Linked DNA regions of Mus musculus: regions 1, 2, 3, 4, 6 and 7 are each linked to region 5. A link is a contact called in public HiChIP or PLAC-seq, Micro-C and promoter capture Hi-C data. All regions are on one chromosome and are shown on one strand. The core of a region is the stretch at or near the end of the contact, and the rest is flanking DNA. Distances in the headings are between cores, read along the strand shown. Region 1 holds the start of Irf8 (interferon regulatory factor 8). Region 2 holds the start of Klhl36 (kelch-like 36). Region 3 holds the start of Cox4i1 (cytochrome c oxidase subunit 4I1). Region 4 holds the start of Gins2 (GINS complex subunit 2 (Psf2 homolog)). Region 5 holds the start of A330074K22Rik (RIKEN cDNA A330074K22 gene). Region 6 overlaps Gse1 (genetic suppressor element 1, coiled-coil protein). Region 7 holds the start of 1190005I06Rik (RIKEN cDNA 1190005I06 gene).

What was found. Promoter capture Hi-C pulls out the DNA fragments that hold promoters and counts their contacts. Hi-C and Micro-C count contacts between places; a contact is called where the count stands out from the background. HiChIP or PLAC-seq counts read pairs in DNA pulled down with a chosen protein or histone mark.
Region 1: a contact with region 5 is called in a promoter capture Hi-C map of pre-B cells, with 3 times the contacts expected there. The contact joins the promoter of Irf8 here to the promoter of A330074K22Rik in region 5. A contact is called at or near these places in 4 of 39 promoter capture datasets (embryonic stem cells, liver, pre-B cells and 1 more) and 1 of 484 Hi-C or Micro-C datasets (embryonic stem cells).
Region 2: a contact with region 5 is called in a Micro-C map of embryonic stem cells, with 3 times the contacts expected there. The contact joins the promoter of Klhl36 here to the promoter of A330074K22Rik in region 5. A contact is called at or near these places in 1 of 39 promoter capture datasets (liver) and 1 of 484 Hi-C or Micro-C datasets (embryonic stem cells).
Region 3: a contact with region 5 is called in a promoter capture Hi-C map of stem cell-derived epiblast-like cells, with 2.6 times the contacts expected there. The contact joins the promoter of Cox4i1 here to the promoter of A330074K22Rik in region 5. A contact is called at or near these places in 11 of 39 promoter capture datasets (the 3T3-L1 cell line, the HPC-7 cell line, cranial neural crest and 7 more), 2 of 484 Hi-C or Micro-C datasets (both in embryonic stem cells) and 5 of 115 datasets of contacts at active chromatin or transcription factors (astrocytes, bone marrow-derived macrophages, embryonic basal ganglia and 2 more).
Region 4: a contact with region 5 is called in an H3K4me3 HiChIP or PLAC-seq map of embryonic basal ganglia, with 5 times the contacts expected there. The contact joins the promoter of Gins2 here to the promoter of A330074K22Rik in region 5. A contact is called at or near these places in 15 of 39 promoter capture datasets (the 3T3-L1 cell line, 3T3-L1-derived adipocytes, the HPC-7 cell line and 9 more), 1 of 15 datasets of contacts at CTCF or cohesin (embryonic stem cells), 3 of 484 Hi-C or Micro-C datasets (cerebral cortex, muscle stem cells and spermatogonial stem cells), 14 of 115 datasets of contacts at active chromatin or transcription factors (bone marrow-derived macrophages, craniofacial prominence, embryonic basal ganglia and 11 more) and 2 of 9 other capture datasets (adipose tissue and embryonic stem cells).
Region 6: an H3K4me3 HiChIP or PLAC-seq map of forebrain shows a contact between it and region 5, with 4 times the contacts expected there. The contact joins the enhancer-like site here to the promoter of A330074K22Rik in region 5. A contact is called at or near these places in 9 of 115 datasets of contacts at active chromatin or transcription factors (craniofacial prominence, embryonic basal ganglia, embryonic forebrain and 6 more) and 1 of 9 other capture datasets (embryonic stem cells).
Region 7: a contact with region 5 is called in an H3K4me3 HiChIP or PLAC-seq map of embryonic forebrain, with 4 times the contacts expected there. The contact joins the promoter of 1190005I06Rik here to the promoter of A330074K22Rik in region 5. A contact is called at or near these places in 9 of 39 promoter capture datasets (the 3T3-L1 cell line, embryonic stem cells, hematopoietic stem and progenitor cells and 5 more), 1 of 484 Hi-C or Micro-C datasets (embryonic stem cells), 8 of 115 datasets of contacts at active chromatin or transcription factors (craniofacial prominence, embryonic basal ganglia, embryonic forebrain and 5 more) and 2 of 9 other capture datasets (adipose tissue and embryonic stem cells).

The regions. Positions count from the first base shown.
Region 1 is chr8:120,734,989-120,737,688 of GRCm38.p6, forward strand. It overlaps Irf8 (interferon regulatory factor 8), which reads left to right and starts at 1,370. Exons shown (of 9, transcript NM_008320.4): 1 at 1,370-1,421.
Region 2 is chr8:119,861,046-119,863,745 of GRCm38.p6, forward strand. It overlaps Klhl36 (kelch-like 36), which reads left to right and starts at 1,260. Exons shown (of 5, transcript NM_146219.1): 1 at 1,260-1,402.
Region 3 is chr8:120,666,975-120,669,674 of GRCm38.p6, forward strand. Cox4i1 (cytochrome c oxidase subunit 4I1) reads left to right here and starts at 1,251. Exons shown (of 5, transcript NM_009941.3): 1 at 1,251-1,381; 2 at 2,335-2,408. The coding sequence starts at 1,272. Gm27021 (predicted gene, 27021) reads right to left here and starts at 1,168. Exons shown (of 4, transcript NM_001308449.1): 1 at 783-1,168. The coding sequence starts at 1,004. Emc8 (ER membrane protein complex subunit 8) reads right to left here and starts at 1,113. Exons shown (of 5, transcript NM_010926.6): 1 at 783-1,113. The coding sequence starts at 1,004.
Region 4 is chr8:120,587,775-120,590,474 of GRCm38.p6, forward strand. It overlaps Gins2 (GINS complex subunit 2 (Psf2 homolog)), which reads right to left and starts at 1,301. Exons shown (of 5, transcript NM_178856.1): 1 at 1,152-1,301; 2 at 951-1,065. The coding sequence starts at 1,241. It overlaps Gm10614 (a long non-coding RNA gene), which reads left to right and starts at 1,403. Exons shown (of 4, transcript XR_003947476.1): 1 at 1,403-2,280.
Region 5 is chr8:120,226,865-120,229,564 of GRCm38.p6, forward strand. A330074K22Rik (RIKEN cDNA A330074K22 gene) reads right to left here and starts at 1,366. Exons shown (of 3, transcript NR_110496.1): 1 at 1,061-1,366. It also overlaps a transcript of Gse1 not described here.
Region 6 is chr8:120,556,448-120,559,147 of GRCm38.p6, forward strand. The region is part of intron 2 of Gse1 (genetic suppressor element 1, coiled-coil protein); the gene reads left to right. Among named protein-coding and RNA genes, the nearest start is that of Mir7687, 19 kb to the left of the region's middle. Within about 2 kb of position 1,279, at least 47 of the 459 cell types and tissues checked have an H3K27ac peak or open chromatin away from gene starts, as enhancers often do. A contact at or near this core is called in forebrain, where this site is marked.
Region 7 is chr8:120,633,028-120,635,727 of GRCm38.p6, forward strand. It overlaps 1190005I06Rik (RIKEN cDNA 1190005I06 gene), which reads right to left and starts at 1,363. Exons shown (of 4, transcript NM_197988.3): 1 at 1,241-1,363. The coding sequence starts at 1,327. The region is part of intron 1 of Gm27021 (predicted gene, 27021); the gene reads right to left.

The DNA of each region.
Region 1 (2,700 bases), core at 120-2,619, 510 kb after region 5:
GCCTTTGATATTTGTAAGTAGGAAAATCTGCATACGCTTATAAGGTGCCTATTTGGGAAATGAAAGGGGTATAAATGCACACAGGAGTCTGTTGTAGTAATCTGAGCGTGTCTGACTTCTGGACTCTGCCCTTCACAGCAAACACTTATTAAAACACTCCCATATTACTATTAAAGAATTTGAGCTGGACTATGGTGGCACACACCTTTAATCCCAGCCCTTGGGAGGCAGAGGCTAGCAGATCTCTGTGAATTTGAGGCCAGCCTGGTCTAGTTCGGGGACAGCCAGGGCTACAGGGAAACCCTGTCTTGGAAAACAAACAATAAACCCAATAATAATAGTAATAAAACAAATGAGCTTTGAAAAGTAGTTTTCATTTGAAATTCCTTGGCTCCAGGGAACTCCACTTGGCTTTTGACTGTTGGATGGTATTTATCATTGAACTAATACCCGGTAATGTCTTAAGTGCCTTTCAGGTATACCACAATGCTCATCAGGATAAACTAGAGTTAGAAGGTTCTGTTTGGAAAATCCTTATTTGAATTCGTATTTATTTGAAACCTAGCCGTATACTTCTTGTATTTGTGGACCAATCAAAAATTCTTGTCGCGGCTCCAACGTTTTCCTAAGTATTTTAAAAGCCAGACGGGTGAGAGTCCTGTAAGCGTGGCCGCAGGTGTGTAATTGGGCAGCCTGCAACGAAAGTCCCTCTCGACCCTCACCTAAGGCTCCCCGCTCCCACATCCTACTCAGGTTGGGAACAGGCTCGACCGGGCTCCTGACATCACTGGGGGACACAAGGGAACCGATAATGCGTAGCCTTCCTGGGGGCATCCCAGCCTCAGCGCTCGCGACTCCCCTGGTTTCCCAGATTTCCTGCGCAATTTCAGGCGGTCATCCTCCATCCAGGAGGGCGCGCTGCAAGTGGCTGTCACCCAGCACGCAGCTCTGGGACTGGTCTTTGCTCTGAAACTCCAGCCTGAGCAGCTGACACTCAGGGTGCCCCTGGACACGTGCCCGGGACAGAGGCTCTCCAAACCTGAACGACACCCCGAGGATGATCCGTGCATCACCAGCCTCCTTGACCTTAGGCAGACGCCCCAGCCCCCCGGCCATTTTTGGGGCAGCCCCCTCCCCCGCCGCCCCCGGAGTAAAGAGAGAAAAGGACTCCACGGGGTCGGGGACGTGCAAAAGTGATTTCTCGGAAAGAGAGCGCTTCAGAGAAGGCGGATTTGGCAGGCTGCGCTGATTGGGCCGCGCCAGCGCCCCTCCCGCTCCTCAATTAGCTCGCGCGACCGTCGCTCTGCGCGCGGGACCCGCCTTCTCCCCCGCCCCATCTATAAAAGCAGGCGCGCGCGTACGGGCCTCCAGGAGCCCGCGGGCGGTCCCGGAGGCGCGGGCAGCGTGGGAACCGGCGGCAGGTAGGACGCGATGGGGTGGGCGCGGGGGCCGGGGCTGTGGCTCTCCCACCTTCGCCCAAACGGAGTGCACAGCACGTTAGCAGGTGCTTGCTCTGGCTGCTCTCCAAAAACAACAACAACAACCAACAACAACAACAACAACAAAACCCAACCAAATGAACAAACACCTCTCCCTTTAAAATCTGCCTGATGGCCAACTTCATAATGAAGAGAAATAGATCTGCCAATCACCGCGCGGCAGCCCGGCTTCCATGCATGAACTATCCAAAGCTCGCGACTGGGCTCGCCCAGGGACCGACTGGCTTTGATTCTGACTAGTGGCAATCTGATTGCCCAGTGGCGCTGGACTTCTCTGATTGTCCAGTGGCCCAGCTGGCCCCGGAAGGAAAGTCTTCCGTGTGGGTCCCACACAGCTCTCAAGACCAGATTTGCTGTGAGCTTGGCCCCAGGCTATAGGGGCAGACTTTTCCCCTGGTGAGAAAGATTACTTACCCACAGCCGGGAAGGGCGTTCAGGGGGTAGAAACTAATAGAAACCATTCACTAGAATCTTAAAATGGTAGATCACTGTTTTGTTTGTTTTTGTTTTGTTTCTGATACAGGGTATCACTCTGTAGCCCAGGCTCATTCCAATGAGCTCCCGGTTATCCGCCTACCTCTTCTGAGTGTTAGGATTTCAGGCGGAGCTTGGGGGGTGCCCAGGTGCTCAATGGCCCTGTTTTTTTCTTTTAAAGTCAAACGATAAGAGCAGTTTCGTGACAGTTCTAGGTTTGTCCCTTTAAGTTATGGCAGGCTCCTTCATGAAGAACTGGGACCGATTCAGTGTCCCTGAGGAAGCTTGGGGCCAGAAAGAGATGGGTCTGTGATGGATTTCCGTTCAGTGGTGGTCAGACTGTGGCCCAGGGCTGAATGAAAGGGATTACGGTGTGGTGTGAGCCCCGCCAAACATGGCTGGTGCAGATGTTGACAGCTGTGTTAGGCGAGCCTCTGTCCCCTGCCTTGTGAGAAGCCTGACCTAAGACACGTTGCTCTAGATGTAAGTTAGCTGTAGGCAGGATTGGGCCCACAGGGAATGCTGCCTCAAAATCAAGAAGAGGAAGCTAGAATCATGTGAGCGTGTTTATAAACCATTAATTGTCCATAGTTGTAAGAGAGTCAGGCTATGCCTGTCTAGGACCTCAGATTGGCCTCCAAGGCAATAGAGGAGATTGTCCAGGTGCTGAGAGCCGGACCCTGTCAGGTGTTCTTTCATCTGCAGAATGAATGAAAGAAAGCATCCC
Region 2 (2,700 bases), core at 10-2,509, 370 kb before region 5:
AAATGTATACTCTCATGGTATACAACTAACAATATTCTCATTTCAAAACTTTTTTATCATCTTCCCCCAAAAGTCCCTAATTTTCCTTTGTTAACGGTCCCAACCCCCTCACCCCTGGCATCCTCTACCATGCTTCTTGGCTCTCCCGCTTTCCTGTTTGAACGTTTTACTTATGCATTTCGTTTTCAAGTGGTTTGCTTTTCTGAGACGTCTCTCTGTGAAGCCCAGGCTGGCCTTGAACTCTTTATCTTCCTGCTTCAGCCTCCCAAGAGCTGAGATGACAGCTGTGTGCCACCAAATGCAGCTGGGAGTGTCCTTCGTGTCTAGATTCTTTCACGTAGAGGAACCTCTTCAAGGTTCTTCCAGGCTATGAGTGACGTTTGATAACTATTAGATGAATTAACAATGATCTAAGATCAACAGATGTTTACTGAGAGGGTATGTACCTGCCATAAAAGCCCAGCAAGGATTGTAACGTTTGTTGGACAGCTTCGAGTGGAGAAGAAAGAGACAGAGAAAAAGAGAGCCGCAAAAGCTCTAGAGAGTGAGAGAACGAGAGAGTGAGACAGAGACAGAGAAACAGACAGGCAGAGGAGAGGGAGGGAAGAAAAAGGAAAGAATTATTTAAAATATTTTGAATCGACTTGGTCAAAGTTGAGGGGAGTGGTGGTTGAGGCTCTGGGTTTAATCTCCTGAGCTTGGGGGGGGGGGGGCAAGTAATAATAATAGACTGGGATAAAGGTATGGAGAAAGCAGAAAGCGGGCCAGAGTGTAGGGGGTGTGGCTGTTAGCAGAGTAGTCAACAAAGGCCTCTTGACAGAATCAGTGAGCAGAAGCCAAGGGAAGATGAGGAGGATACAGCCTTCCCGGAGTTCCCGACCCACCCTGAGGTTTGTCCCACGGAGCCACCTCATATCCTGGAGCCTGGGACGTGGGCGCCAGCAAGCTTCTGCGGCGCATGCCTGACCTACTTAGGGGACAGCCAGGCACCATCAATAGTAAGGGACCCTGGGTGTCTCTTACAGATCTTGACCAGCTCAGCTCCTTCCCATCCACAGACCCCGCCCCTAAGGCTACACCTCCTGCCTCCCGCCTCCTCAGGCCCCGCCTCTGAAGCTGCACTCCGCCTTCACAGGCCTGCCCCTCAGGCGAGGCTCCGCCCCTTATCCTGCAGACCCCGCCTTTCGCCCGCCTGCCGGCCCCGCCCCCCAGCCGCCATTGACAGTGTAGGCTCGCACTTCCTTGCAGAGGGATGGCTGCGCTTCGGGCGGGCCCGGTAGCCCCGCAGTGTGCGCTGCTCTGGTAGCGGCTCGCAAGCGGGCGCGATCCGGGCTCGCGGGTGCACAGGTGCGGCCCACGCCTCCCTCGGCGCCTCAGCACCTTCGGGGCGGGACGCGGGACGGTGAGTGCCGCCTGGGCTCCGTGCTGGCTCCCGGGGATCCCGGGTGGGGGGGCTCTGGCTCTGCACCTTCACCACACCTGCTTGCACGCAGCTAGGCGCCACAGACATGGTCCGGGAGACTAAGGCGAGCCTGGCACTGGAGAACTCTCTCTAGATTCCTTGGCCTAGAAAAGAAAGCTTCCAGACAGTGAGGAACTAGAGACCTGGCTGGCCGCCCTAAGTAGATGGGCAGAGAGGGTATCTATGTTTTCCTGTCTGTGACCTTGGGTGGGCCCCTCGGCCACCTGCCCACCCACGGTGCGATTTTAGCCCTGTGGGAACAGTGGTGCCCATTCTCACACCGCCAAGGTGAACCGGGAGAATCAGGGGTATGCAGTAATTAGATGCTGATTGGTACCTTTCTCTCTGGGCCCCCAGCAGCTGGGAGAGTTCCTGCCTGGATACAGCTTAGTCACAAAGTTACTAGTTTTCTGGAAAAGATTCAGTTGTGTCTTCTTTCCCAGAGAGAGCGGAACAGGATGGAATGTCCGGACTTCTTCCTCCATGGGAACACTGGAGCCCCCTCGCTCTCCCCATTTATCTCAGAACCAGCTGACTTATCTTTAGCAGAGACTCTTTGTTCAGTAGGAAACAAAATGATTCTTCGTGTGGGTTCAGCAGAACTGGGAGGGGGGGGGAATTTGTCTTGTAGCTCCAGCCCATGTTGGTTTTATAAGGAAAAGGGGGTAAAGAATTGAGACAGGAAAAGACAGACTCTTCTCCACGGGCTGTTAATGAAACAAGCGAGAGGCTGCACTTTCCAGCCTTCTAGAAAGAGAGGGGCTTTTGGGAGGAGGGAGGCTTTGGGAGTTGTAAGTAGGGGACTTGCAGGTGTTAGCTCCCACCCCAGAAGATAGAGGGATAAGCAGAATTTCTCTGAATTTAGCCCAACAGGTTTATTCCTAACTGGGTGTCCCCTGCCAGTGTCCGCCTAGACTTCCAAGTCCTCCAAAGCCTGCCTCATAGTTAAAAGACTATGGGACATCGTGTGTCAGGTCTATAGATTTGATCAGAAAGGTCAGCACAGCAGTATTGCTCGTGTTTGTGTGAGAGCACAGACCTCAGGGGAGGTTTCTCCTTGTGGATTCCTCCCTCCTATGACCAGACAGTACAGCTGTGGGCGCAGAGGAACCGGAGGCCCTGAACATCCTCCGACTGTTGGATGCTGTGTGGGCTGGGCTGTTTTACACACACACACACACACACACACACACACACACCGTTGTGACCTCTTGAGTTGTGAATCAAGGACAGGATGG
Region 3 (2,700 bases), core at 1-2,500, 440 kb after region 5:
TCTAGAGCAGGAAGTGCTGGGAGTGCCAGGCTAGCATGGGGGGCTACATTCAAAGCAAGTCTCCGATTCAATGCAGTCATTTTGGTGGGAGAGGGGGAGACAGGATTAGCATTCCCTCCTAGGCCAGCTCAGATTTTTAACTTCAGAGCTCATTCTGAGATGTAAATGAGGCTGTGGGGAGACTGGGTGGTTACGGGTCTGATCTGTTTCTCAGGTGCGTCAGGACTGCACCTGAGAGCGCTTCCAAGATGTAGTAAGCAGCGCCTGACCATATCAGTCCAGGGCTTTATAAAGGCAAACCGCAGAGTTAGAATTCCGGGTCTTGCAAATGTCTCTTAAGCAGAGAAACCGAGTTTGATTACAAGCGCAGAAACAGCAGTCCGTATTATAACCTATAATCTTGCTAAAACAGCAAGTCTGGGGCAAAAAAATCGGCAAGTGGACCCACAAAATACAAAAACAAACAAACAAACAAAAAAACCTCTGTAAAACTAGAGATTTACATGCTATAGGCATTTTTTTCTTTGTGGCCTCACAAACACATTAAGTTTAAACTTTAAACGTTACCTATCCCAGATCTCACTAATGTAGACCAGGCTGGCCTCGAACTCTTGCCTCCCCATCTCGAGTGCTGGTTTTAAGGACGTCCACCACACATTCGAGTTTCTCGGTCATCTTACAAAACCTCGAGAGCTCCCCGGGAGCAGCCGCAGCGTCCCGCGAAGGGCGCCCGACTCCGCCCGGCCCGGAACCCCGCGCCGCGGCCTCGACCGCGAGCTTACCAGGGTGAGCGCCACCTCCAGCATGGGCGTCAGAGCCAGCGTGCCGTGGAAGAGCGGGATGCAGTCCACGAAGAGCGTGTGGCTGCCCGCTCCGGGAGGATGCTCCTTGCGCGGCCTCTGCCTCTCGGCCACCAGGAGCCCGTTGACGGCGCAGTGCGGGTACTTGGCGCCGTGGAGCACCATCTTGCAGTAGGCCTGCGTAGTCAGCTTCACGCCGGGCATCGCGACCCACGCACCGCGGTCCTCCGCCACGACCCTCCGCTGCACGCCGTGACGCTCTCGCACCTCCGGCCGCGGCCTCCCGCCTCAGCCGGTCGGCCGGAAAACGTCTGCCGGAAAGCAGCTGCTACCCGCTCGGCCTTTCGCGACAGTTACCGCCCCGCCCCGCCTCGTCCTGCCCCGCCCTGCCCCGAGCCGCGCCGCCCCGCCCCGCCCCGCCCCGCGCTCTGAAACGGACGGGCTTGGGGCGGGGCTTCCCTGATTCCCGCGATGCTTCGCGGCTCCGTCTTGGTCTTCCGGTTGCGGGCCCCGTTCTTCCGGTCGCGAGCACCCCAGGGTGTAGAGGGCGGTCGCGGCGGTCGCCTGGGCAGCGGTGGCAGGTGACGGCCTTGGACGGCGGGTGAGGGTGGCACGGTCGGGGGCCCGAGGACCTGGAGCGCCGGGGCCGGGAGCGGTGCCTCCGAGACGCCCCCGGACCCGGGACTTGAGCGGCTCGGTGACCTTGGGGCGCCCGCTTCCCCGAGCGGGTCTGTTGTCTCGGGTCCCCGCTCCGGCCTGCCGGGCACCGGGCGTTCCCGCTGTGCCAGGCCCGAGGGACAGCGACCTGAGCCCTGACGTCACGCTACGGTTTCTGCCGCCCCGGGCGTTGATTTTTTTTTTCCCGGGCTCGGACGTTCTTTCTCGGGGATCGAATCTCAGGGGTTGTGCTACAGTGAGGCGTGGGGCTCGGGTCGCTGGGGCGGGTGACAGGGTCATCCAGGTCGCCTGCGGGACGCAGGAACGGGAAGCGGGCCAGGGCCTGAGCCTGGGCGGCCTCCTCCCGCTTGCCCTTCGCAGTCTCTGTACAAGTCAATTTTTAAAATAAAACTCAGTCGCAGGAGGTGTGCTACCGTGCTATCTATCTATCTATCTATCTATCTATCTATATATCTAGTTCTAGCAGTTTCAGTCATTTTTGTCTTTCTAGTTAATTTTTTAAGAAGCCGGATTTATAGTCATTGGCCAAAGCCATGTATATTACAGCCCTTGGCTTGATGTAAGGAAGTTCACCCTGTGCCTTCGCATCAGTAATAAAAACCGGATCCTGGGGGCATGCCTCTGGCCTGTAATGCCGGCTCTTACGAGGTAGAGGAAGGTAATAGTGGAAGCTTTCAGGCCAGTCCGTGCCTTAAAAAGTTGATGAAATCATTACCAAAAAAAAAAAAAAAAAACATTTAACATTTCGGGGGATAAGTTGCATTTACTTCCTTAATGTTTTGCCGCAAAAAGACTTTGGCTAAAAGGTGTTTGCTGTCATTGTTAAGAGGTATAAGGGTTTTTTTTTGTCTTTCAGAATGTTGGCTTCCAGAGCGCTGAGCCTGATTGGCAAGAGAGCCATTTCTACTTCGGTGTGCCTTCGAGCACATGGTGAGCAGGACTTTCACTCCCTTCCCTGCCCTTTTCTTTCTCCTCCCTTTGGTTTTTCATGACAGGGTTTCTCTGCATGGCTCTGGCTGCCTTGGAGCGCAGAGACTTAACCTGCCTCTGACTCCCATGTTCTGGGATTAAAGATGTGCACCGCCATGCCCGGCTCAGGACTTTTACTTTCTTTTTCTTTTTTTTTTTTTTTTAAAGATTTACTTATTTATTTTATGTATATGAGTACACACAGTAGCTGTACAGATGGGTGTGAGCTTTCATCTGGTTGTTGGGAATTGAA
Region 4 (2,700 bases), core at 51-2,550, 360 kb after region 5:
CCTCCTGCACTCCTGACTGCTCCTCTCCATGTAGCAAAGGCAATAGAAGTCTGTTCCCCTGCTCCCCAACCCTGGCCAGCAGACACTGGGAAATGGACTCAGGCTTTGGGGGACAGGGGTGCTAAAGATGCCCCTCAAGGCACAGAAACTGGGGTCCCAGTTTCAAGACTATCAGAGTCACCAGACAGTGGTGGCGCACGCCTTTAATCCCAGCACTTGGGAGGCAGAGGCAGGCGGATTTCTGAGTTCGAGGCCAGCCTGGTCTACAGAGTGAGTTCCAGGACAGCCAGGGCTACACAGAGAAACAAAAAAAGACAAACAAAAACAAAACTTGTTTAAGGTTGCATCTCTGTTCCCCAATCCCTACCTGTACTGGCTAGTTTTGTGTCAACTTGACACAGCTGGAGTTATCACAGAGAAAGGAGCCTCCCTTGAGGACATGCCTCCATGAGATCCAGCTGTAAGGCATTTTCTCAATTAGTGATCAAGGGGGAAAGGCCCCTTGTGGGTGGTGCCATCTCTGGGCTGATAATCCTGGGTTCTATAAGAGAGCAGGCTGAGCAAACCAGGGGAGGCAAGCCAGTCAAGAACATCCCTCCATGGCCTCTGCATCAGCTCCTGCTTCCTGACCTGCTTGAGTTCCAGTCCTGACTTCCTTGGTGATGGAAGTGTAAGCCAAATAAACCGTTTCCTCCCCAACTTGCTTGTTGGTCATGATGTTTGTGCAGGAATAGAAACCCTGACTAGGACACCACCCCACCCCCAGACAGGGTTTCACTGTGTAGTCCTGGCTGTTTGTCCTGCACCTCCCTCTGTGGACCAAGCTGGCTTCAAACTCAGAGATCTTCCTGCCTCTACCGCCTCTAAAGAGTGCTGGGACTACAGGCGTGCGCCATCACTACAGCCCCCTCCCCGTACAAGCCCGCCCACCCGGGCCCGGGAATGCTCACCCACATCCATCCATTCCGGAGGTAACAGGCGGCACTTCTGTCTCTGTTTCAGGTTAATGGCCAGCCACAGGGGCACGTCCACGGGTAAGCCGGGGTTGAAGGGCCCCAGGTCCCCCTGCAAGGACAACGCAGACCCCAGGTGGAAAGGAGCGGTGACCCGAGCATGATCCCAGGCCGCCGCCCCGTACCGCCCTGGCTCACCCCGATCAGGTAGATCTTGTCCAGACTGAAGTTCGGGATGATAGTCACCAACTCCTTTTCGGCCAAAAACTCCACCTCGGCCGCATCCATGTTGAAGAGTAGGCGGCCCAGGCCCGTTACCGCCCCTCCGCGACTCAGAGGCAGCGCCTCAGGCACTTCTTTCCCGCCACCGCGCGGGGCCCGCCCCTCGAACGGAAGACGTCCTGCGGCGGCCCTATAGAGACGTTGCTCTCTTCGCAGCCTCCAAGTCACAGCTAGTACAAACTCGCGGATTGGTCTGTAGGCGGAGCTGTACGCCGGCCCCGCCCCTCTAAGGCCTACCGATGCCCTTTCCAGTACTTGGGCTCCACGCTTCCTGAATCCTGATCCAGCGAGTTACAGCCCTGACGGCCCCGCCCTACTACGTCACTACCCTCTCTAGGCCCCGCCTCTGGCCCGTCCGCTTTTTTTCATTGGTCTCCGGGTCTGCCTCGACTCCGCCTCTTGCCCGCCTACCACGCTCACGGCCCCGCACCTACCTCGTTTGGGTCGGGTCTGTACAGCCCCGCCTCTTGCTCCCGCCCCTCCTTCGTTCGGCCTCGCCCCTCCTGCGCCCGCCCCCTTCTGTCCACGAGCTGGAGGCTGTGTACTTATGGCTTCTTGCTCCTTTGCGTCCTGCAGCAGGCTGAGTCCCTCGCCTGATTCCACTCTTTGAGGGTAAAGGTTTGGAGCCGAGTTTTCACCTGCGCGAAACACAGATCCAGGAATAAACGCATTCATCTCAAAGTCAGCTCCGGGTCCCCGGACATGGCTGGCTGGTCCACACAGACGCCATATCGAAGGAAGTGTTTTCCCTTTAATTTTAGTCTTTGCCCTTTCTACAGATGGTTTAAAAGCAATGAAAATGCGCCTCCCCTATCTGCTCCATGCAGATCCTTCGAGACAGAGCCCAGAATCAGAACTTTGGCAAACCAAACCTCAGGTGAGACTACAGGGACAAGTTTGCACACGTATTATCATTCTTTTATTATTGTTGTTATTGCAATTGTGAAGATGGAACCCCGGTCCTCAAAAATGATAAGCACAGCCTCTTCCACTGAGCTATACCCTGGAGCCTGATGCCCTCAAGCCTTCTGTACAGAGTGCCTTGGTAAGCCAACAGCCCTAGAGTCCTTGCATTAATATGGCCCCACAGGGGCATTTTGAATCAGGAGTCTTGTGAGGACAGCTGAACTATTAATAGGCATTATAATCAGGGTGACTCTGGCAGGGTGCCAGCAGACCAGGGTAGCTCCTGGGGAGGAATAGGTCACCTACAACTGGTAAGGACAAGAGGGGCTGGATCTGAGTGTGAAACCCTCACCACTGGGCGCTGAGGTGAGGTGTAATCTTAGTATTCCATAGGTGGAAGCAAGAAGGATCACCAGCTAGGGACAGCCTGAGTCACTCAGCATTTCCTATCTCAAAAATAAAGATATGCAAGGATAGGGGCGTACTCTAATAGAGGGGTTACCCCCTGTCTTAGTCAGGGTTTCTATTCCTGCACAAACATCATGGCCAAGAAGCAAGT
Region 5 (2,700 bases), core at 116-2,615:
TATGAACCACGCCAGCAGCCAGGGGATGCCTCCCCGCCCTGGTCTGCGAGACAATTTGCTGAGCCAGCACTTTTTTGGGCCAGGGAAGGGACAGAGTCCCATCCTCTGCCATGTTGACACCCCACCCCAGTTGATTCTGGAGCTCTGGAATGTTAGGGATTCCCAAGAGGCCCTTCCTCCTGCTCATTTGGAGGGGGGGGGGAGCAGCCTTATTTACATGTCAGCTCACCAAGTGGTGGCAGTGGTGGTGGTGGGGCTCCTGCCTTTGGGGTTCAGGCACCATCTCCAGCTGGCAGGGTAGACAGCTGGAAGCTTCTGGAAAGTAACTGCTCACAGTTTTGAAGCTTTGAGGGCTCCTTTTACAGATGGGAGACGATTGCTTAGTGACCCAGCCTGAGCCAAAGGGCACCATCTGTGTGTGTGTGTGTCATACATGTGTGTGCCTGTGTGCCTAGGAGGCGCCAAGGACAGTCTCCAGCAGCTTCTGGGTGACAGGGGCCAGATGTCTGCCTGGGGAGGCCACATACTCCTAGCAGAACCCTGCTGCCTGGGTCTGAATCCTGCCTGGCCTCTTGAGTCATAAAATGAGGGGCATCCCACACTTGCTTCTTGTGGGGAAGTAACTAAGAGGCATGTAACAGCTCTGAACTTGGCCTGCAAAGGGTTTGTCTCTGCATTAAATAACTACAATGTATCTGCATACAATACACTAAGTCCTGGATATCTGTGGTCTCAGCAGGAACACTTTAACAAGAAGGAAAAGGGCACAGAGAGGTTGAGTCCTTAGTCCCAGGACACACAGTACCCTTCTTACCTCTACCCCTAGGGTGATCTGGTGGGCCCTGTCCAGTCAGAGGGAGGGGGAGAGGGGAGATAGGCTGGGAGGACTTTGTCTCCAGGGTGATGCAGGAGACAACTCCTCTTTCCTCTGTCTTCAAAACTAGGGCACTGGGCTTAGAAAGGTGACCCCCAACCCTGGGCTGCTGAAGGGCCAGGACCTCCCCAGATCTTGGAGGGGGGTTACCCTTCCCAAGCCTCCCTAGACACCCATCGTCCTCACCTGGCACTAGCGCGTCCGGCTTGACCTTTTCTTAAAGATCAGCGGCAGCGGCTGATGGGTTTCGTGGGTCCCAAAGGAGACCCTTCAGACAGCCCGAGCCACGGGCTGCAGAGCCCCTAATTGGAGCAATGAATCACCGCGGGCTCCTGCTGGACACAGAATAGACAGAGGAGCTGGGGCCTATTGTGCCATAGTTTGGGACACAGGGGGGTGAGGGGGTAGGAGAGGGTGGGGAGAGAGGAGGAGGGGGTGGAGGAGGGGGTTGGGGAAGAGAAGAGGTCAGGGGAGGAGGAATCGAGAGGAGAGGATGAGTCAGAGGAGGAGGGGCGGAGAGAGGTAAGAAGAGGAGGAGGATTAGAAGGAGGAGGAGGAGGTAGGGGAGGAGAGGAGGGAGAGGAGGATTAGGAGAAGGAGGAGTCCGAGTCAGGGGAGGAGGAGCCTGGGAAGAGGCGGGCAGCAGGGCGGCGCGAGGGAAGGCTTCTCCGCCTCCGCCTCCCTCCCGCGCCCTCCGCCCCGCGCCGCCCCGCCTCCCTCCTCCCCAATTAAATGACCCGACGCTCGGGCCGGCGCCGGAGCTCGCACATGCGGCCGCCGCAGCCGCCCGGGGCCCGTCGCCACCGTCGCCACCGCCGCGTTCCGGGCGCGCTCTCCGGCGCCGCCTGGGCCCGCGCCGCCACCCGCCGGGACTCGGCAGCCCCGGGCACCGCCGCGGAGACCCTCGGTGCGCCCCGGGCCGCGTGCGCGCCGCCGCGCGCCAAACTTTGCGAGTTGGGCGCGGGGCCTCGGTGCGCGCGGCCCGAGCAGCGGCAGCCGCGGGGCGCGCGGAGGCGGACGCGGCGGCCGGGCCATGAGCGGCCGGGCGGCGCCGCTCTCCCGTAAGCAGCGGCTCATGGCAGCGGCGGGCGCGGCCCTGTCGTGCTTCATCTGCGGCGGCGGCATCGCGCGCGGCAAGGAGCTGAAGCTGCCGGTGAGGCCGGCGGGCCCCGCGCAGCCCTTCTTCCCGTTCCTGCAGCAGCAGGAGCCGGCGCCCGGCGCGCGCGGGCTGAGCGCGACCGATGGCTGCGTGCTGGTGTGCGCCGTGTGCCGCTGCTTCCTGGCCGAGCAGTGGGCCGCCTTCGAGCGCGCGCGCACGCCCGTGGACAAGCGCGTGTACTGGCTCAAGAGGCCGCATCAGTGCGACGCGAGCGCGGCTGGCCGGCGCGGGGCCCGCGAGTGGAACACCGAGGACGCGCGCGACTCGGAGCTGTCGGAGCTGTCGGACGCCGACGCGCTGCCCGAACCGGAGCCCGAGCCCGAGCCCGAGCCCGAGCCGGAGCCGGAGCCTGAGCCCGAGGATGCGCACGACTCCAGCAAGTCCGGAGCCCGGCGCCGGCGCACGGGGCCAGGGGCGCACTGGGCTCCGGAGCCGCGAGCCAGCGTGCTGAGGGGCATCCAGGAACCCTGGCCCGGCCCCGCTGCGCCCGACGGCACGGACGGCGCCGCCTCCAGCCGGCCCGCGGCGCCCCCAGAGCGCAGTAGCACCCCCGAGGGCAACGACGTCGCCGGGAGCCTCGGGGACGAAGGGCTGGAGCGGCCTCCCCGGATACCCGCGGACAGCCAGGCCCGCTGTTGCTACGTCTGTGGCTCGGCGCTGTCACCGG
Region 6 (2,700 bases), core at 29-2,528, 330 kb after region 5:
TGCAGTTGAAAAATTCAATCCAGACAACGCAATCAGCATGCCGCCTCATTTGCTCTGCCCCCTCCCCGCCAGAGAAAGGCAGAGGGGGAGGGAAGAGAAGCTAGCCCCTCCCAAGACCTCTGTGGGCCCCACAGGGGATATCCCAGGCTGTGGGCCCCATCCCATGTGGTAGTCGTAGTTAAGGCAAGGCCAAGGTTTTGCCAGAAGACGCTGGGATTCACCGGGCCAGGCCCAGTACACATCCTGGCACTTTTAATCACTTGCTGTGCCCTGGTGTGTTGGCTTAACAGTCTGAGCCTCAGCTTTTGCCCAGGGCCAGCAGGCCACCACTGGCAGTCTGTTGATCTAGTGATAGCATACAGAACGGAACACAGATCACGTAATTAAGTGCGGCCCCCATAACTGCCTTCCCAAGTGCTGTCGCTGGGGCTTCCCCAATTGTCCCCACCGCCATTTTCTAATCCTGTTGTCCCTGTTTATGCCCCACCCCACCCCAACTCCCTAAACTTGGCAACACCCAGGGTCAGCCATTGTGGGTCCCCACTGCTGTGGTCCCAGCCTGGCCAAGCCTAGGTAGCTGCTTGGCCCACTGTGGCCTGCCAGTGGTGCAGTGGGTGGGCTTCCAAGGAGGATGGAGGGCGGGGGGGAGCACCCTGACTTCTACCCTGGTTTCTGGAAGGAGCATTGGGCTGTGGATCCAGCCCAGCCCCCAGGCTGGACCCCTGGGTCTGTCCTGCCCTGGCTTCTTAAGTTACTACTATTACTGTGGACTCTGAATAATGTCCCCAGGGTGCTCAGCTGTCCTGAAGCTGCCTCCATCCACGTGTGGCTGGCAACATTGTAGCTCCAGTCTTTGTAGAGGCTAGGATCCAGTCTTTCCTCCAAGTAGCGCTGCCCCTCCCCCCAGAGGCCCTTAAGCCTCTTTAAGATTCCATCTTTCCCTGTGCTGGGAGCCCAGCTTGGCGGGTGTTGAGCACTCCTACCAGCCCTGTCTATCATGCTGCCCTGGTGGGGGGTGGGGGGGACGGGGGTGTTTCTGTCTTTCTGTGACATTAGCCCAGCTGCCTTGAAGGCAAGGGTCCCCCAGATTGCTCAGTGGGCTTAGTTAAGTTACTTTGAGTAAAGGGGTACTGGGAGCTTCTGGGATCTTACACCCAGAGCCACGTCTCAAGCCACCACCAGCCTGGCCCCATCTGAGGTTCTCAGAGCAGAGAGGCTCTTTGGCCTCTGTGAGAGCAAGCTGTAAGAGTCCCCGCCACAGCCCCCACCTGTGCGAGATGAAGCTGGGTGCTGCTGCCAGGCAGGGCCCAAGCTGTGTGGCAATCTGCTCATCTCCCACGGGGCCCTGGTGCCGTCTGCCGAGGGGGGTGGGGGTGCGACGGTAGCCCACATGTCCCTGGCTGATCGGTAGAAGACCCACACAGCACCAGAGCTGTGTGTACCCTCAGTTCCAGTACACCCGGGGCCTTGGGCCCCCTGTTTCCCAGGAAGCACATGGGGGAAGAGCCGCCTTATACCTGGCTATTCGCCACTTTGTCACCTGTGGGGACAAGGGTAGCTTAGAGCTTTTAAGCTTCTGATTAGACATCCCTAGTGCTCTGAACTTTCCGGAAATCTTTGCCACCTGCCGGCCCTGTAACCAAGGGGCGTCAAGTTACCATGGGTGGTGGATGAAACCCACCCAGCCCCTGAGAGGCAGAGGCTGGGGACCATCCCTCTGGGTTTGAGTCCAAGCAGCCCCCCCCCCCCCCCCGCCTGCATGTCTGCTACAGGGTGGGCTGGGTGCAGGCTGAAACACACCCTGGGTTCATCTCCTTGGAAATCTGCCTCTTTCAAAGAAAACAACCAAACAAATGGCCTGCCTGCCTGCCTGCCTGCCTGCCTGTCAGTCTACAGCTGGCAAGGTGGAGGCATCTTCGCGGGGTGTCTGGAGCCCCATCTGCCTGTGTCTCAGGTGTGAGCAGCGGGGCTAGCTATTGTGGAGGAGAGAGACCAGGATGGGGAGGGAGAACCACCCAGAGTCCAGAGCCACAGCTGGCCCTGAGGTGACAGGAGGTGAGCAGGGTGTATGGACATCAGGATGATGGTCCTTCCTTCTCCACCCCTCTTACCACCTCTCCTTCCTTCCTCTTTCTATCCCCCATCCCACGCCCACCCCCACACAATCTTCATAGTGTCCTAACACGGCAGTGGCAGTGGGACAGAGCTCAGCTCCAAGGGATCCTCACTGGCTCCTGCCAGCCTCAGTTCTCAGGACTGGTGCTGTGGTTGGTCACGGCACGTTCTTTGCCCAACAGGTGTTACTGGAAAGTTAGTTTCTCTCAAGTCACAGCCCCTTCCTGACTGCTGACTGGGGTTTAACGGCACCGCCACCAGCCCCGTTCCCTCGCGGATGGACACTGAGGCCACCCAGCCTCCAGACCTGTGACATGCGTGAAGACACACTGGCAGAGCAGGAGAAGAGTCCTGTCCGGCAGCATATGGCCACCCCGTGGTTCAGTTTCACTGTCTCCTCAAAGCTGCATATCATGGCGGATACCTCTGCTGGAACTTCCTGCTGCACGCCTGGCTATTTGTGCTACACTCTGGGGGCTCCAGAGCACTTCCCTGCCTGGTGTTTGTCACTGTGCCCTTGGTCCTAGGTCCCCTTCGCTGCCAGTTCCTCATGGTGCCCGGGCAGTGGTTGGGATGTAGTGTTGG
Region 7 (2,700 bases), core at 113-2,612, 410 kb after region 5:
AAAATGGGGACAAGAGGCAACTTTGGTTAGAGGGTTGTGTGAGTGTGAAGACAGCCAGCTCAGGAGCAGGTCTGGCACAGGCCAACTGCTGGCTAAGCACTCACATCTCCGCGTCCTCAGCCCAGGAGGACGAGTTGCTTTGTAAGTGACCTACACCTCCCTAGGGGACGCACACTCCGGCCTGGTGTGTGCCCACCAGCTGAGGCCTTCCAGGGACAGATTAGACACAGCTTTCCACGGCCTTGGGGCTGGTGGAGGGATTAAGTCTTTCCATAAATATACAGCCTTTCTCCTGTGCAGAGGACCCGGACCTGAGGGAGGGGGGACCACGAAGGGGACCAAGCTACATTGTGTCCTGACTAGGAAAGGGATCTGGATAGGCAAGAGGTGCTTTCAGCTGCTAGCACAACCAGAGAGGTGTCTCAGGCTGGAGAGAGACATCAGAATCTGCCACACAGGAGAAGCCGTCTGGGACTCAGTTTCCTTGTCTGTAAAACAGGGCGTGTTCTAACATTTCTCTACTCTCTCGGGAACGACTCCTACATTGCGCTGCACCGTTCTCTTGGCAAAGGCCAGAAGTCCTTCCTGCCCTCAGAGTCCCCAAGGGGAGCTGCGGGTCCTCTTTTTAATAAGCGCCCTCCCCAGATCTGCCAGGGCCAGCCCTGCCAAGAGAAGTGCCTGCTTCGAGCGGGTCGCCCTTTGCGGTCGCGAAGCTGCTTTGATGTACTGGGCGCCCCTAAGCGAGGCAGCTCATCAATAATACATTGGAAACACTTGGTGGAGGGAAGCGGTTCCTCCCGAGGCCTCCTGCCCCCACCTTGCCCGACTGCTCGGCAACCTGACAACCCAGCCGGGTGCAAAGAGGGGCCTGAGGCTGCCACGCGCGGGACACGCCCCCGCCCGATGTCAGACACGCGGCCAGAGGAGGCCGAGCTGATCAGCGAAGTCTGCAGGAAGTTGTGGGACGCCAGGGTCCAAAGGGTCCCCCATCACTCTGGAGTCCCCACCACCTTGGGGTCTCCACAGGCCACCCCTCCCCCGTCTCCACCCCACCCCATGCTCCCTACCCTCCCGGGTTCCCCAACCCGGGTCTCCACCGTCTCGGATTCCCCACCTCGGGGTCCCCTTGGTCCCAGATCTCCACGATCCTGGGGTCCCTCGTCCTGGGTCCCTATCCCAGGTCGCCAAAACCCAGGTCCCGGTGCGTCCGCCGTGGCGCGCACGGCGCGCGCACACTCACCGCTTCCTGGGGCGCGCTGGGCGCGGACGCTGGCGGCCGTGAGGGACACCAGGCGACGCGCTTGCAGCCGTGGGCCGCGGGGGTCATGGCCCGGCCTGCTCTGCCTGCAGCCGCGCTTGCCTCGGCCCCCGCCCGGCACCTGGAGGGCGGCGCCGCCCGGGCCGCTCCGCCCCGCAGCCCGCCCAGGGCTCAGCCACAACCCCTGCCGCCGCGCCTCCCTGCCCGCCTCCCCCACCGCAGCCGCGCTCCCGGCACCGGGCAAAGTTTGGGCATCGGCCGGCTGTCCCCGGTTCTGTGGAAGGAAATGGGGAGCCCGGCTCCGCCTCCTGTGCAGAGACGCAGAGGTAACGCCCCCGGCTCGTCGCTGCAGTTGGGAGGTTCAGGTGGCATTGTGACTCCCGGGCTTCCCCGCTGCTGGGTTCTGGCATTTTGACTGGCCACGTGCCCCCGCCTGTCACAGCTGGCAGAGGACCTGAGGGTGAAGACTCAGAGGCCTCGGGCTGCCGCCTCCCCACTCCCTATATCATGATTACTTTTGTATTATTTGAGATAGGGCCTCTTGTAGCCCACACAAGGCTGCCCTTGAACCCCTGATCCTCTGACCTCTATCTCCTAAGTGCTAGGATTACAAGCTTGGGGCCAATGCCTAGCCACCTTTATTTTTATGTTTTTGATGTCATGGCTTCCCCGTACCCCTCCTCCATACATCCAGCAAGTATCCACCACTGAGCCATACACCCACACCCTTTCAATACCCAGGTGTGGCTTCCAGCCCTGTCTCTTTTTCTTTTCTTTTCTTTTCTTTTTTTGGTTTTTCGAGACAGAGTTTCTCTGTATAGCCCTGGCTGTCCTGGAACTCACTTTGAAGACCAGGCTGGCTTCGAACTCAGAAATCTGCCTGCCTCTGCCTCCCGAGTGCTGGCCAGCCCTGTATCTTAATGGTTCTCTCATGGGACCCTCCTCAATGCCCCACGCACCTGCCTAGATCAATTCTTTGTCGCAAGTCTGTAGCGTGTGGCCACTCTACCAGCCTCAGGTCTCCGTACCCCCGGGCTGTGTATGTTTCTAATGACTATAAGGGGAAACTGAGTCCAGGGCAGGAAAGTGGAATTCCTGCGGTGGATACACAGGTACGATCCTACTATGAACCATCACTAAAGAAAAATGCAGTGACATTTCAGACCCTGGCTTTGTTAAGGCCACAGGGATAGGAGATGGATCAAATATTCTTCAGAATTCCAGCAGAAGTGGGTAGGATAGCCCATGTCCCACCTTCCCCAGGCAACATGGGGCCTGCCCTGGCTTGAGCCCCCAGGTCCTCGTGTGAAGTGGGCATTCCTGGGCCAGCACTTTGTGCCTGCCTGCCATGTCTGTCTCCAGGCATGAACCAGGATGGGCGGAAGTGTTTAGGAGCTGGAGCAGGGCGTTTGCTGTGGTCTCCAGCTTCACAACACAGCATG